Regions from separate parts of the Anas platyrhynchos genome. Here region 2 is linked to region 1. A link is a contact called in public Hi-C data. All regions are on one chromosome and are shown on one strand. The core of a region is the stretch at or near the end of the contact, and the rest is flanking DNA. Distances in the headings are between cores, read along the strand shown. Region 1 holds the start of CDYL (chromodomain Y like). Region 2 overlaps CDYL (chromodomain Y like).

Region 1 (5,208 bases), core at 2,204-4,703:
CAACCACAGCTGCTTTCCAAACGAACCATCTATGTGGCAGTATGGCACCACATTTACAACTACTCCACTGGAGATGACGAGAACAAGCAACAGTCTTGCAGTGGGCGGGGAACAAGCCCATAAAGTAAAGCAAACTTGTCACAACATAAAAGAAAGTAGCCCTAGTACTTGCTGGAACACAGAACTTCTCAAAAGCTACAGCAATGCAGAAGGCAGCAGACATGGATGAAGAAAGATGGTGTAAAATGCGCCTATTGAAACAAATTTGGGAAGAAAAAAAAAAAAAGATGGCACTTTTACTTGTATTTTCCTTTACCTGCCTTGTTGACCAAATTTTCCAAGTCTGTCCACCTCATTGACACGTTGTCACTTGAAGACTCAAACTAACAAACAGAAAAACTATGCTCTTTGCCTCACCCATAGAAGTTGGCAAGATTACTGTCTTTCATTTTCCATCTAGAAAAGACAGCCTCTTCAATGCTTTTCTATAAATGCTTCACATTTTCTTCAAATCAACTCCCCCCTCAAAAAAAAAAAAAAAAAAAAAAAAAAAGCGCTGGTCATCATTAAAACAACTCTGAGAAAGCAGAGGAACAAATGACATGAAGGATACAGCCAGCCCAACAAAGTCACCCTTTCAGCCTGTTAGCATATTTCAAGGTTTCTATCTTTGAATTCCCAATCATCGGCCTATAGTTGGGCTCCCTCTCTACCAAGTTTATATCCAGAGTAAAAATCATCCCATACACAACCGAATCCACAAAGAATTTTTTGTTAAAAAAGGAACTTACCTTCATTTGTATTGCTTATAAGCGGATTTCTCATTTGTATTTTGGAAGAACCATGGCACCTATCAGCAGGAGCAGTTAGCATTCATACTCAGCCTAACAATCTCAAATAGATTTTACACTTTTTTCATTCAAGACACAAGATGAAGATTCAGAAGGAAAAATGGAGATATAGCAAATTGCACTGGACTTCAATCACCAGATTGAAAAAATACTGTATTGCGTTAATTACAATGAAATATCCACAAAATGGTCAATAACGTGGTAGTTCACAGAGAATTTAAATTATCCAATATTCAACGTTTCAAGTCAACTTGAAGTTATATACCTCCCAAATTAGTATTCACTACATTTAAATTATTTATGATTTCTGATTTTTCAGGCACGGCTCTGTAAATTGCATCAAAAGACAAAACTTGTCAAAAAAGAACAGCAACTTAGAAAAAAACAAACACAAGCAACAGTTTGACCACATCTGAGTCCAAAAGCATTAACAATTTTGGCACTTCAAGTAAACTTTGCACTTACACAATGAACGAAAGTGACTGGTTTTAAAAGTAAAAAAAAAAAAAAAAAGCAGTCTATGGTTGCAAGCATTTTGAGAGACGCACTTTTGCCCAATGAATACGATACGATGCGTAACCTTCCTAGTGAGGATGACCATGGTCAACAGCCTACTGAGCCTTTCATACAAGTCAACATTGGGAACACAGCCTAAGACGAACAAACAGATTAATAAAGACTGCTCACTGTTTAACTTCAGCCCAGCATCCAGCAAGCAGAACTTTTCTTGTCATTCTTATGCCTATGGAAAATGACGTCCCATTGTTGGTCATTGAACAAATCCAGAAACACGCAACACGCAAGCATTGGCCACAGCACGGTCTACGGGCCCAACTCTTCAAACCCGACAGAACTTTTCCTGAAGTCAAAGCAAGTTTTGGGCAATTCTTTCCTACACAGAGCGGTCCCTACGTTTCTCAGCCACTTCCAGGGATCATCCCTTCAAGACTGGCTTAAGCCATGCTATGAGAATGGGGGAAACTTGCCAAAGCAATTAACCGTGATTTATCTGCCTTGGGAACACAGGCCTTCAGTCCTCTCATCCATCAGTTCAGCACCTCTGCTCAGCCTTCAACTTGCTTCAGACATAAGCCCACACGGGGTACCCTTCACGGGCTTACACAGGTCTGTTCGCCCATGGGTGTAATGCCACTCTGAGGAGACACCTGCGCACCAGCAGCGCGCAGCGAGGTGTCTCCTTCTGCCAAGTGTCCTGAAGGCCGCCTGTCTCCTTTGACCTTAGCATTCCAGCCTCTAGATATAAATATTATTATTTTTTTTATAAATCGCGGACTGGCTGCCTGCTAACCATGTGATAAACACCGTTTTGGCTTGGGGTGACTACCCCATTTACCCAAAAGACAAGACAGGCTCCGAAGCGGCCGCCGCTTCGCACTCCCAGGGATGACTTCTCGTCAAAATAAAAACAAGGAAGTTCAATCCAAGAGGACCATGATGCCTTTCAATTAAGGGCAAGGATGTGAAAATTGCCACACACAGGACAGGAAATTCGAAGTTGGGCTGTCACCGCACCCCCCGCCGCCACCCCAAAACCCTTCCCCTGCTGCCAGCCTGCCCTGCGGCCGCCCCGCCGAGGGCCGGCGTGCGGGAGCCCCAACTCGGGAGCCCCAACTCGGGAGCCCCCCCGGCTCCTCGGGCAGCCGTGCCCGGCGCTGGGGCTCGGGGCAGGTCGCGATCGTGGCGTTTGGCATCGCGGCGCGCAGGATGGTGGCACAGCACTCGGCTGCGGGGACGGCGCCGGCAGGGAGCAGCGCACCAACACCCCCCCCCCCCTTTTCCCTCTCCCTTTACACACACGCACACGCACACACGCAGCCCGGTTCCGGACCCGGGCGCTAACTCGGCTTTGCACGCCTCTTTGCACGCCTCTTTGCACGCCGCTGTGGCGCGCTCGCCCCGGGGCCGAGCGGCGGCGGCTGTCAGCGCTGCTCCCGGGCAGCGGGGGGACCGGGGGGGGACCCGCGGGGTCCGGAGGGGACCGGGGGGGACCGGGGGGGGCCGCGCAGGCCACGGGCGGCAGCGCTCGGGCTCCTGCCCTCCTTCCGTCCCCCCGCCGGGGGCAGCCGGGCCGGGGCCCTGCCGCTGGGGGTGACACGGGGCCAGGCGAGCCGCGGGCGGGGCGGGGTGCGGCGGGGTGGCCGGCGGGGCCGGGGCCGGCGGCGGGGGGGCTGTTACCTCGTAGAGTTCCTCGGAAGCCATGCTGGGGAGCCTCACAAGGTGGAGTTGGGTGCGGGCTCGCGGAGACTTTGTTTCAGTTGGTGGCCGTGTGGCCTCCTCCTCCCCCGGCTCCTCCGTCTCCCTCCTCCTCCTCCTCCTCCTGTTCTTGCTGCTCCTCTCTTCTTCTTCTTCTTCTTCTTTTTCTTCTTCTTCTTCTCCTTCCTCCTCCCCCTCCTCCTCCTCCTCCTCCTCCTCCGCCCCGCGCGTCTCTCTCCAGCGCACCCAGCAGCCCCGCTCGCTGAATGCCGCTGAGCTGCCGCTGCCGCTGCCGCTGCTGCTGGCGGCGGGGCTGCGCGCACCGCAGCTGCGCAACGCGGCTCGCGCCCCGATCGCGAGCGCGCCCTCGCGCTCTGCTCCCCCCCCACACCCCCCCTCCCCTCCCCTCTCCTCCCCTCCCTCGCTCCGCCACCTCCCGCGGGCGCGCGCACGCGGCGGCGCCCCGCTCACGCGCGCGCGCTCCCGCCTCCTCCTTTCCTCCCCCCCCACCCCCCCTCAAGCCCTCCGTTCCCCGGCCCGGCCCGCTCGCTCCCTCCCCAGGAACACTAATCGAGCGCAGAGAGAGCGCCGCCGCTCCGCCTCGCCGCCCGCCCGGCACCATCCTCCCCCCCCCCCCCTCCTCCTCCTCCTCCTCCTCCTCCTCCTCCTCCTCCGCCTCCCCCCGCTTTGATCTCCCATTGTCTGCCCAGCCGGGGCTCGGGGCCGCCCGCGGGACGGGCGCGGGCTGGTGGGGGGCACATGCACACGCACACGCGGCACCCCGCCGCCCTGCTTCCTCCTCCTCCTCCTCCTCCTCCTCCTCCTCCTCCTCCTCCTCCCGTCCAGGTGAGCGTCTGTCCCGCAGCAGGGAGCTGCGCCCTGCCGCAGAGCAGCGCAAGTTAAAGCGGAGTTCATCACACGCGTGCAGTCAACCCACACACTGACTCAACAAATTTTTGATCAAGTTGCCTCTTGCTTCTATTTTATTTTATTTTTTTTTTGGCCAAAGACTTGCAAAAGCATTTCTCAGAAACGGAGACACCCCTCAATATTCTACTTTGATAAACGAGTTTGGGACCGCTGTCCAGGAGGCATCCGTTCAGAAAATGCCGATCTACTTACGGGATTTGGGTGATTTGTACAGAAAGGACTGGAAATTCCTTTTGGAGATGCGGTTTACCCATCCATCCGTTCTTCGTGACCAAAAGATCACTTCCTCCAGGCCAACGTTCTTCCTCTAGGTGACTGAAAATCTGGCACTGGACAGCCAGATGGACACCATTTCCATAGACAAAATGTCTGCCACCTTCAGTACTTTTGTAATTTCCTAACTAGCCTATGAAGAGTTTAGAACTGGTTGGTCTTGAAACCATTTCTTGAGGTCTTCAAGAGCTGGGCTTAACCTAGGTATTGTAAAAGGGGGCTGTTCAGTGACAGGATCGTTGACCCAAGTATGGGCCTGTGTAAGAAATGGACGTGGTTGAGGTCTAGGATCTCCGTGACTGCCTTCCTCTTGACCCTGAGGTGAGCATTCACTCAGTTTCTGGGCCGTGGTCTGAATCCTTTTTGAGCCGTACACAGCATACCATCATTGTAGCTGTCTTTTGAAGGACAACCTTTTAAAGTATTCTGTAGTCATGTTTTGGCAAAGGGTTGGCAGCAATGGTTGCTGAAGATGTTACTTCACTTGCAAGGCATAAGCATAGAACACAGGAAGTTCTTCTTTTCTTGCCCCCTCTTTTCTGTTTTAACGTTGTAGTCAAACAGATCCTAGGCGTTTTGTTCTTCTGGATGACTAAAAAGAAATACAGTTCATCAGTACTTCTCTATTTTTAGTACTTCATGGAAACAACAAAAGCTCAGAGTTATTACTAATTTTAAATGTTTCAACCACCATCCACATTACATCTTCATTGAAGGACGTTCTTCTTTTACACATATTCATTGCTTGCAGTGCCATTAATTCTTCTTTGCTGCCTATTCTAACCTTTTGTCCTTGTTGCTTTGTAAGACTTCTCAGGTGAATCAGCCATACTGTTCAAAAATACCACGTGATACTGCTGTGGTTCAAGCATCTGAGAGGTACCAAGTTTTGTGACTAGTGTCAAGGTTTTGCATTTGGGTTTTGTTACATTAAGTTTCA
Region 2 (5,065 bases), core at 342-2,841, 48 kb before region 1:
TCAAAGCAAACACAGATGTATTTTATGGTGACTCTGAAAACACAAATATCAATGAATCTCTGTGAGGAAAGCAAAGGCTGGTAAAATTCAAAATGGCTTTATAGTCATACAGTTATGTAAAAATAAAGTTGTGAAGTTCTCCAGACTTGATTTAACATGGCTGAAACAGAGTGGATAATTTATTTACATCTGAACAGCTAAAAAGATCAGTCAAATGAAAAATCTACATAAAAAGACCAACTTGCACACTTACCTTTTCCATTTATTGTTAATGCTGATGCAATTGTGGCTGTTACTGGCACTGGCAATTGTGGCACTAATGGATGTATCCTTGGTCTGCTCCCCATCCTGGCACGCTCTGCACCAGGTCCTAATAACGCTCCCACTGGTTTTTCTGCTGCTACTTCTGGTGCTACAGAGTCTTCTTGATCCTGGTCTATGTGGTCCATTTTATCAGGGCTTTCATTCTGGAAGCCATCAACAGTTGTCCGGCTCTTAATTGGACTTTTGGGCACTAGAATTTTAATACCTGATTTTGCAAGGTCCATATTTTTCCTTCCAGAAAGAGATGGTGAGTTGTTTTTCCGGAACTTCTGGGTGGCAGTAAAGAGTTGATTATTTTTTGACTCATGGTCTTTACCCATAACTAAAGATTTAGTGGATGTCTTTGAAAAAGAACTATTGGTAGATCTAGAAATTTGTTTTCTGGCATTATTTGGAGAGGTCCTGTTTGTCCTGGTTAATGTGCTTTCTTTCTGCTTTTCATTGTGACGTCTGTTAAATTCATGTATATATTCCTCACAATTAACAAGGTGCTGTTCTGGCTCCCAGGTATCATCTTCACTGTCGTATCCTTTCCATCGCACTAAATATTCTGTTTTTCCCTTCTTGTTTTTCCTCTTGTCAACAATTCTCTCTACCTGTTGAAAATGAAAATTAAACATTAGATATGGGCAGATACGCAAGTCGAGTGAGCAACTTTCATGCAAACAATTCTTTTTTAAGTGTAGATGGATTTAAAATTACAGTTGCAGTTCTGTACTTCTGTATTGTAGCTCTGTATCTCATAGTCTTTCATTACTGACTGAAAACACCCTTCTTTAAACTTCAGATTGTTATTTCTGTCTAATAAAAGATGTTCTAAAATACCAAAGTTATTCTTCAACGCGTATTTGGTATGCACAAGAACCTGAATAAACATATATTGTTAACGATCGGCACTGGCCCCAGCTAAGTTTCAATACCAGCTTCAACATCTTAATCAATGCTTCTCTGAATATAGAGACCATGTTCAAATATACTGCAAAAACAGTTTGTTTACCTTAAAAAAATATCAGTTTAGTATTGTTCAAATAATTTGCTTACTTAGCATAAGGCACATGTGAGAATCTTTTCCTTATGGTGAGAGATCCTTTAGATACCAGGGACAATATGGTACAGCTCAGAAATTGGAGCAAATACGCAAGAATTTTTAGAGTTTGCTTTGTCTTCTGAAAACAGAGAACTTGTTTTGGCCAGAGTCTTTGATACACATACTTGAACCAATTACCATGCCTCACTTATCTGCAAATAGAGATGGTATTTATGTCACAAGTATTAAGCATGCACATGCTATAACAGCATGTGGGAGCCACAGGCTAGAGGAATTCAGGCACTGGAGTAAAGCACGACAGGGCAGACAGCAGCAGCTGCAGGAACAGAGCCTCACGCCTTGTACCAAAACTACTGCCAGTCATGCAGCACCTCAGAAACTGAATTCTTTCACAGAAGAAAAAAAAAAAAAAAGAAAAGATGCAAGTGTAAGGTTAGTCTCACAATTCCCCTTTTTCAGAAAAGGCTGTTTCTTCTGGTAAATCCTCCAACCCACTTCAATTCAGTTACGGAACCAATACAGCTTTCTTCCCCATCTCTATCTCCCTTTTGGTTATTAGGTTAAAAAAAAAGAGGTGGAAAAAAAAGTGGGGGAAGCGAAATGGGATGAAACTACTGCTTATTAACTTAACTCCTAGCCCTGCTGCTTAGCCACTCATGAGCTAAGACCATGCACATAAGCAAGAATCACACATACTTAGGATAACCTCTGAAGACTAGTAACACTTACTGGAGTGGCATAAAAAAGAATGTAGGATATACAAAATAATTTGGAAGGACTGAAGGAAAATACAGGTATATGTGCCATTGCTGAATCACATTATCATTTACAACAGTTTCCCTGAAGAGTGCACTTCAGCTTTGAATTTTTGTGTTGCATGTTATCATAATGTATGGCATTGTTTTCAACAGCAAAGTTAAATGATTACTGTTACTAATTACTATTATTACAATCTCAGCAGCAAACTAACTATACATCCTAGAACTTGATGTATCCTTCAGGTGTTGTACTATGCTGTCTTGTAATTAGGATGTTGCATCATTCTGTTTTTTAAGGTCTAGAAAATCAAACAAAAAATCCACTACAAATGAAAGAAACACAAACTGTCAGACTAGTCCCAGTTTTACTTTGTTACTCGGTTATATGGTATTGGCAATTCAGTACATTTTAAAGTGCAATACAATAAAAATTGTCCAAATATTAAATATTTTAATATTTAAAAATATTAAAACAGTTTTTATGCTGGTTATTGCACTTTTTAGTCGAGTCACTGGACTTAAAAACCCCACAGTATTGAAACTATTATTTTTCTATGACACTATACTTAACATCTTAACTAAAATGCTATCTCAAATAATAAAGCCATAATGGAAAAATAAGCCTTCATTTAAAAAAATAAATTAGTAGACATGAAGTAAAGATATTCAGTAGTAAGTCAGAAATATTAAACAAAAACATAAAAACTAACTCATGAATCAGAAGCCTGATATCATGTCATCAAAAAATTAGTTCCTGCACTAGTTTTGCATATCATTTCTCCTTCTCTTGACCTTCTAGAGTAAAATTTAAAAATATGATTCTCAGAGAAAGATCTCTGCTACTAACAAGGTATTTTTTTTTCCTATCAGGAAATCTTCATAACAAACTACATTGATTACTGGGCACAAACTTCTACTAATATCTTTAGATGTTGAAAGGCCACCCATTAAGGACATGCCCCTTTAAAGTAGGAAGCCATTCTTCTCTTCCAAAAAAAACCAGACACCTTGCAGAGATAACAGATGAGCTCTAGAACAGGAGATGCAAAAATCCATTACTAACCTGATGATTTATAGAGCAAACGGGAACACATACAGGAAACTTATATTTAGCTGTATTGTCCAACTCTGCATCAAAACCTATTTTGACATTGCTCTTTTTAATTCAAAGTTTTTCTCTAACACTGTTTAATTCGTCCTGAAGACATCTTATATCTGTTTTATTTACAATGAAAAACAAAAACAAAAAACCATCAATTAACCTGCAACACACAATTTATCACGTGCCTTCAGAGATTTAGTGAAGGACTTTCTGAATTGCCTCCACTTAATTAGTCTAACTGTGCTAGGACCTCTTGCTGATAAGAACAGCTACAAAAGTGTTTCTCATCCAGATTTGGAGAGAGAAGATTGGAATGCTTCCACAATGTACACAGGGTCATTGAATAAGGTGACTGTTGTGGTTTAACCTGGCCGGCAGCTAAACACCACACTCACTCTCTCCCCTCCCTCTCTGGGTTGGGGAAGAGAAACAAGAAAGTGAAGCCTGTGAGCTGAAATAAAGACAGTTTATTAAGACAGGAAAATAATAATAACAATAATAACAATAACAATAATGATGATAATAGTACTACTAATAATGTGCATGAAACAAGTGATGCGCAATGCAATTGCTCACCACTTGCTGACCGATGCCCAGCCTAACTCTGAGCAGCCAGCCCAACCCTCTCACCCCCGGTTAGCCACCCCTATATATTGTTCAGCATGACCCCAGATGGTATGGAATACCCCTTTGGCCAGTTTGGGTCAGCTGTCCTCGGTCTGTCCCCTCCCAGCTCCTGCTGCACCCCCAGCCTGCCCGTTGGCAGGACAGAGTGAGAAGCTGAAAAGGCCTTGGCTTGGTGTAAGCACTGCTCTGCAACAATTAAAACATAAGCATGTTATCAGCACTCTTCTCATCCTAAGTCAAATCATAGCACCCTACCAGCTACTAGGAAGAAGATTAACCCTGTCCTAACTGAAACCAGGACAGTGACATAGGGTCACAATAGAAAAGGAACATTTAAACTCAATTTCAGAGCTAAAACAGGGACTACAAGCTTACACTTCTTTTGCTAATAAAAAAGAAGGCTTGGCCAAGTTATACATTTCTACTTCATTATGCAGTGGTGACATGACATGAAATACAATGCAAAACACCTCAAGGTCTTATTTTAGAAGATGCTAATAACTCACATTCAAATAATAAAATGAAGAACAATATAACTGAGTGGGGCAGGAAAAAAGAAAAACAAGATGTCTATTTTCCTTCTTCCAGTTAAGGTGCAGTTTGATGATACAACTAAACTGATGGGCTAGGTAACATCAAAACATGCAGTATAGCTTCTCCCCCCTGTTGTTACAGAGCTGAGCTGGTGCTTTTCTGATCCTATGATGGGTGATGTTCAGAGAGTTAAAAACTGGCAGAGTACTGCAAAGCACCAAGGTAAGAGCAAGATCACATCCTAGGCCAAGATCATGCCAGAAATGCTGGTGACAACTATTTCTTGCCAGCTACCATATCTACAGCATCCAATGCCTTCTGCCACAGGGTAATATTTATTTTTAGTTGTTAAAAGGTTCCATGCTGCCAGGATGTGCTGTTAACATCTAGTTTTCAAGTGTTGTGGAAGAATAAAAAGAAAAAGGAAAATGATACAAAAAGGAAAGATAAAATGAGTATGAAGGAAAGTTATCAGGCAAACTATCTGGGTGGCAAAAGATAACATTTCCCAGTTTATTTTAACATGCTAAGCTATTGCTTTCTCCACATGTGGTACTACTGGTCAATGACACTCAAAACTCAGCCAGAAGAAAAACTGTCAGAAAAATTAACATACTGCTCAGAGGTATAAACCAACACTGGAATATGCAAATTACAGTCCTACATACAATA

The links. Hi-C and Micro-C count contacts between places; a contact is called where the count stands out from the background.
Region 2: a contact with region 1 is called in a Hi-C map of F1 follicle, with 1.7 times the contacts expected there. The contact joins the enhancer-like site here to the promoter of CDYL in region 1.

What each region holds. Positions count from the first base shown.
Region 1 is chr2:88,955,098-88,960,305 of IASCAAS_PekinDuck_T2T, reverse strand. CDYL (chromodomain Y like) reads right to left here and starts at 3,453. Exons shown (of 7, transcript XM_027451619.3): 1 at 3,048-3,453. The coding sequence starts at 3,071. LOC106019911 (a long non-coding RNA gene) reads right to left here. Exons shown (of 4, transcript XR_003495433.3): 4 at 4,583-5,208.
Region 2 is chr2:89,001,662-89,006,726 of IASCAAS_PekinDuck_T2T, reverse strand. CDYL (chromodomain Y like) reads right to left here. Exons shown (of 7, transcript XM_027451619.3): 2 at 254-920. Among named protein-coding and RNA genes, the nearest start is that of CDYL, 47 kb to the right of the region's middle. Within about 2 kb of position 1,591, at least 3 of the 8 cell types and tissues checked have an H3K27ac peak or open chromatin away from gene starts, as enhancers often do. A contact at or near this core is called in F1 follicle, where this site is marked.